Regions from separate parts of the Podarcis muralis genome. Here region 1 is linked to region 2. A link is a contact called in public Hi-C data. All regions are on one chromosome and are shown on one strand. Each heading gives the region's core, a stretch centred on a gene start, on an enhancer-like site or on the middle of the called end of the contact. The rest is flanking DNA. Distances are from core to core; before and after follow the strand shown.

The links. A called contact is a pair of places that touch in the nucleus more often than the background predicts.
Region 1: a contact with region 2 is called in a Hi-C map of tail, with 4 times the contacts expected there. The contact joins the promoter of BTF3 here to the promoter of TMEM174 in region 2. A contact is called at or near these places in 2 of 3 Hi-C or Micro-C datasets (blood and tail).

Annotation. Positions count from the first base shown.
Region 1 is chr11:36,938,439-36,941,547 of rPodMur119.hap1.1, reverse strand. BTF3 (basic transcription factor 3) reads right to left here and starts at 1,791. Exons shown (of 6, transcript XM_028749573.2): 1 at 1,659-1,791; 2 at 1,136-1,204. The coding sequence starts at 1,204. ANKRA2 (ankyrin repeat family A member 2) reads left to right here. Exons shown (of 9, transcript XM_028749570.2): 9 at 1-1,750.
Region 2 is chr11:36,775,512-36,778,557 of rPodMur119.hap1.1, reverse strand. TMEM174 (transmembrane protein 174) reads right to left here and starts at 1,546. Exons shown (of 4, transcript XM_077936284.1): 1 at 1,223-1,546; 2 at 881-1,221; 3 at 815-878; 4 at 1-67. The coding sequence starts at 1,410.

The DNA.
Region 1 (3,109 bases), core at 542-3,041, 160 kb before region 2:
ACTATCAGCATCGATATTTGAACACAGTTACATTCTTTGTGCTCATTCAGGCATTAATAATATTGTGAAGAGTGTACATTAGAAGAGCTATTATGTTTAAAGTCAGCTAACTAATAAATCATTTAAGCACTAGTTATTTTGTTACTTATTACCACCCTCCCTAGGGAAAACAGCTTCTTCCATCTCTTTTTGTTATCTTTACAAGCATCCTTCGATACAGTTTAGACTAAGGGATGGTAAGTGGCCCAGATGCACCCAGTGAGCTTCACAGCTGTGTAAAAAATTAATATATGTCTCTCTGGCTCAAGTCCTGCATGCTAGCCATTACTCTACATTAATTCATCAACAGTGTTATGAGTTTGGGGTGGAGGGAAGTAGCTGAGTTCCTGTATGTGAGATCCTTCTCTAAACCCTAGATCCAGCAAGTGCTGAAATATAAACCAGGTTAGCTTCCTGTGTTGAGGCAAGCACCTGAGTGATGTGTCATTAAGAGAACAAAGGAAATGAGGCTCCGTGTGAGACAACAAATGGGTGGGGCCCCACTGTCAACTCAGATAGTTAGAAGGGCAAAGCTTGAGTTGCGAGTTTGCAGAGATGTGACCTACAGGAAAAAGCAGCTAGCTAGCTAGAGAGAGTCAGAGAGCAATGTCTGATGACTGTTTTAACTCCAAGGTGAAGCTATGGGAGAAACATGACTCCTTTGGATTGCTGATGCTGTTAACCTCTTCATCATAGGGTGTCAGTCAGTCTGTATACATGTGTAAAAAAACCATATATCATAAAGATGCCACAGTCTCCGCTCTGCGCCCCAGTTCCAAAAGAAAAAACAGACCCTCAGTAAGTGCCTGGAACCCCTGAAATCTCTAGGAGATTGGGGTGGGATGCAACTATATTACGTACGCCTAAATTCAGGTATAACCTCCTCTTCCCCTCCAAACAACAACAAAATCCTAATTGTCTTCTTCAAAATACAGGCTACAGAAAAACTGTAAAAACATAAATGCAGCGTTGCTAGACAATAATAATAATAATAATAAAGGCCTGTACAAGTACTGTAAAATGCAGCAGCCGCAGCCAAGGTGAAAGGAAAAACGAATTTTGGAGACGCAGCGAAGATGAAGGGAGGCCACCTTACCTTCCCACCGATGCGCACTTGAGCTTGCAGCTTAGCTAGTTTTTCTTGATTCATGATAGTTTCTTTCATCTAAGAGAAGAAGAGAAGAGACGTGAGGCGATTAGGCGGGCGACACCCAAGCAAAGAGGGCAGAGAGGGCCCGATGAGCCCGGGTGGCGGGCGGCGCCCCCAAAGCCTCCTCGCCCTCTTGGGCCCAGGCGAGGGAAGAGAGGCCTCGCCTCACCCTCGGCCGGGCTCCGGCCGTGAGGAGCTTTCTGAAGTGAGGAAGGCAGCCTGCGCCACCACGAGGAACGGCCTTCAAGCCAGAGGAGCCGCTAGGCCGAAAGGGGACCCAAGACACACCCCCCGGAGGCCTGGAGAGAGACGGGCGCACGCAGAACCCAGGGCCCGCGGCTTCTTCCCGGCTCCAAGGCCTCAGAGGGCTCCTACCAGGCGCACCTGCGGCCGCTGCTCCCCCCTTCGCCGCCTCCAGGCCTGCCTATCTCCCTTCCCCCACCTCCCTCGGGTGCCTCTTCCTTTGTACCTTCTCAGAAGGAAGCGGCCCGAGCTGGGCAGGGCGAGGAGCTGAAGGGCTGCGGCCGGGAAAGCGCGGAGCTTGACGCGCGCACGCGGAAAGGGACGAAGATGGCCGCCGGAAAGGAAAACAGGAGGCGGCGGCGGCGGCGCCGTCGTGACGAAAGCAAGACGTCCTTACGCGCTCGCGCACGAACAACCCCCAACGTTCGATGCGCATCCTCCGGAGTCTGAGCTTTAGCGCGCGTGCGCGAGCGTAGTTAGCGCTCCTCGCCTTCAGGAGGGAGCAGGCAGGCAGGGCGGTGTGGCGCGTGGTTCCCGGGGGCCAGAAGGAAGCGAAGGTCCTGGTCGTGGCTCAGCTTGGCCGTGGATTGCCACGCCGCCCAGCAAAACAGCGACTGGTCGTGGCATATCGTGGTGTTAAACAGATTGGATCAAAGAGCTTCTATGAATGGTTGCAATCTTTGGATTTGAAAAACAGTTAAATTTATCTTTTCAAAGATTCCTTGACGATATCTGATGGGTGCTTATTTTTGCAGTATATGTTTCATTGCAGATATTTTGTATGTGTGTTTTAAATTCTGTTTCCCCTCTGATTATTTGCAGAGGAGCATGATTGAGTTGTTCTTGGTTGGTTGGTTTTTATTAAGTATTTTGTGATTTTTATCCTGTGGACTGCCCTGAGACCTGTAGGTACAGTATAGGGTGGCATATAAATTTAATAAATAAACAAATTACTACTACTACTACTAGGAAAACCAGGGAAACTGGTCACCTAGCCTACCTATTTATGGTGAAGGCCATCTAGTTCTTATTGAGAGGTTTCTGTGTTAATAGAGCGCAATTGAAGTATTTACATAATTAACTTTGTCTACTTTTCTGTTTTATATATCTATATAGTTTAATGCCTTTACTACAGCAGGGTTCAGAATGCTCCAGAATTAATACATTCGTTTATCCTCCAGGAAACACAAGGCATTTGCACAGGCATTTTTTTCAGCCAGAACTCACTGGAACTCAGTTACAGCACCACTCAGGTGGGCACCATTGCCCATTATAAGAGCACAAGGGTTCCGGCAGCACCTCTTTTTCTTGGAAAATAGGCCTGGCATTGCATATGGTTCCTACCCTGCCCATTTAACCCTCACAGCAATCCTGTGAGGGTGGGTTAGGCTAGGCTGAGGCAGAACGACTCGTCCTGTATTGCTCACTCAGCTTCATAGCCTAGTGGGGATTTGAACCTGAGTCCTGTGGCATCTGAGGTGCCTTGGATAGTTGTAATGTCTTTGGTGTCTCATATATCACCACCTTGAGTTAGAATTCCATTCCTGTGGTAGACTGATTCACACCACACAGACCTAAGTTGCAATAAATGAAAATGATTGTTGGCATCATCATCAGGAGCTTTAATCAAAGCAATTGTCAGAACTCTTAGAGCTAAAGGTAAAATCAAAGTTCAGT
Region 2 (3,046 bases), core at 297-2,796:
GGGAGATGTGTCACTGTAAAGATCTTCATTCAGAATCTCTTTTAGTTCTTGGAGACTGTCACTTGACCTGGAAATGTGATGAAGGGAAAGGAAGAATTTTATAAACTGAAAAGCAAAAATTCAGGTGCCTAACAAAAGCAGGTATTTTATTTTTTAAAAAAACTCAAACTTTCCCCCCTTTTAATGTAGGTTGCACAGCCTGCCTCTGCTGAGAATGATAGTCACAAAACACCAATGCATTCTTTGGGGACAGGTAAAGTCCCAGTGTGAGAACAGCTGTGGAGCTTATAAGGGCATGTAGTGCAGATCTGCTCTTCTAAACTAATTTTCAGGACCATAGGAAGGAGAGGGGATATGCTTGTTCAGTGTTGAGGAAAGCACATTCTGAATATGCTCAGAAACACCTTTTCCCCATACTATTAAAGGTTTCTGGCATGAAAAATAGATTCTGGGGTAGAAATCTGGAGTTCTATCTCTATTAATCCACTCCTAATGCTACTTTGACAAAATGAAAATAATTCTGTGTCGGAGGTAACAGATACTTTTTTTAAAAAAAAGGGGGGGATTGTATTTAGCAGAGAAAAATAACAACACATAGAAGATTAAAATGCTCCATGAATGCCGCATCATTAATTAATTGGAACGGCAATATCTGTGAACCAGTTATGGCTGCTGCTTCAGGCAATGCTCTTGTTTCAAGTCAGTAATTGAAATTCTGTCTGAGCAAAGACTACGCCAATGCTTCATTAACGCCACTAACCAGTGCATGTAAAAGACCTTGCAACCGAAATGCAGTGTACACATAGTAACTTACCGTCCGATTCTGGTGTCTGCAGGAAGATAAGCAGAGTAATTCTCATCTGCAGAAAAAGCAGTTTCAGGGGGTTGACATTATAGTAACAAGGAGGGCTCAAAGCGGGAATTAGTGGCCTGGAGAATGGAGGAATTCCAGGATGACTCAATACTTGATGAAAATTCATGCCAATACCTTCCTGGGCTGAATAAGGAGGGATGTACTGCACCACTGTAGCACCGTGGAAATTTATAGCCTGGCTAATCCTAGTGAAAACAACAGATTGTCCAATAGGAGTCTGGCCTGTGTCAGATGCTGTTCCTTCATTTGGGCTGCATGATTTGCAAGCAATCATTTTAAACATGCACACAGCAATCAGCAAAAATGTCACGCCTACTGAAAGGACAATAGGCCCGAGCAACTGATCATTTGAAGCAAGTGACCCTTTCATATTTTGCCCATCACATCACGGTGAATGTAATTCCTACTAGCCCCAAAAACGCACCAGAGAAATGTAGTGTGGTCATCTTTGTGGTCATCAGACACCATGAGAACTGCTCAGTTAACAAGGAGTGAAGGAAAACACGCAGGGGAAGGCATCTTGAACAGCGCTCCATTCCATTACTGTGCAAACCTGTCCTGGAATGCCTAGGAAAGAGGATGTCCTTGGTAGGACATACCAAGTGGAAAGTTTGCACTAGTTATACAAGAACTCTGTTCACAATAGCGCAGTTGGGTAACATTAGACTCTGGACTTAAATCATCTCATGGGCGCTAGTAATGGAAGCTGTTTAGTTATTTATAAATATATGTATACATACCACTATTTATAAATTATAGCAGAGCAGTTCATAATTGCACAACAAAACCTTACAACAAAAAACACATTTAAAAAGTCAAAATCAGAAACCGCTAGCTCTTGTGGAAAGATGTGCTCTTATTTGCCCTACATAAGCCTGACAGAGTTGAAAGGTTTTCAGAAACAGACAGCACATGCTGAATCTGTGTTGGCAGAGTATTCCACAATACTGGGCCAATGACACTAAAGGCTCAGTTTCTTGTCAAAGGAGCTTTGCCAATTTGGGGAATGAACAACGATGTTCCTGCAGATGATCTCAGTAATCAAGCTGAGATATAAGGGTTCAGTCAGTCCCTGGAGTATCCTGAGCCTTAAGTTGTTCAGGGCTTTGTAAATGACGACAAGGACCTTGAACCTGGCTGGGTAGTAGATGGGCAGCCGGTGGAGATGGTTTCACATATTGTCAGCCTGATGTCCCCCTATCAGCAATCTGGTTACCACATTCTGCACCAGCTGACGTTCCCATTAGGGAAAAAGGGGCACTGCCCCACCAACCGCAGTCTACCCTGAGTCAGCCTGCACCTGCCTGCCTTTATACTTACAATCAGTCTAGGAGATAGTCCTGCCAATAGAAGCTTCCCCCTTCTCTTCAGCTACCCTTGTATAACTCAGCAGGGAAGAAGAGGACAGAAGTAGAATTAGTTGGCTCTGCCTGTCATTGGCTCTGGCACCACCTACTGTTGGGCTCTCTGCCTTCTGCCCTACCAGTGACAATGGGCAAGAACCACCACTGTGATAACCGGTATGTATTGCTCCCCAGATACCCACCAGCTTCCCAGATAAGCACAAGTGTAACCTGTTCAGAAGAAAGTCAAGCTGTGCTCAACAGACCTTATCCCAAGGTAAGCATAGATTACAACTAAGAAATCTGAAGCCTCACAGAGAAAAAGATATGGAAGATCAGAAACCACAAGGAAAACAAACAAAGCCAGGAATGTGGACACCGGCCTCACTTCCTGCTCTGCCAACACCTGCACTTTACATTTTAAAACAAAAAGCTTGAAAAGGCAATCCAGATTTGGGCTTTTAAAAAAATAAAAATAAAGAAATAGATTATCTGAACCTATGCCAAGTTTACCATTTTAAACCTACTCAACACATCACAGTACCACCCTGACTACAGGATTTAAGTGGTTTTAAGTGCCCTAATGCTGAAAACATTTAGAGGCTGCAAAGTGGAGCCTAGATAATTTCCCTGCTCTTTCCCTTGCATCAGCCAAGGCCACTGAATCTTTGCAAGACCTAGGTCTGGCATGGAATCCAAGGGCTAGACACTGGTCTAAGCAAACTAGGGTGGCGAGACGAAGACAACACAATTGGCAACACTACAGCACCCACTCAGAGCATCTACTGCCCTGCAAGAGACACTGCCTTTTATTCAGGGTTGGCTTCAG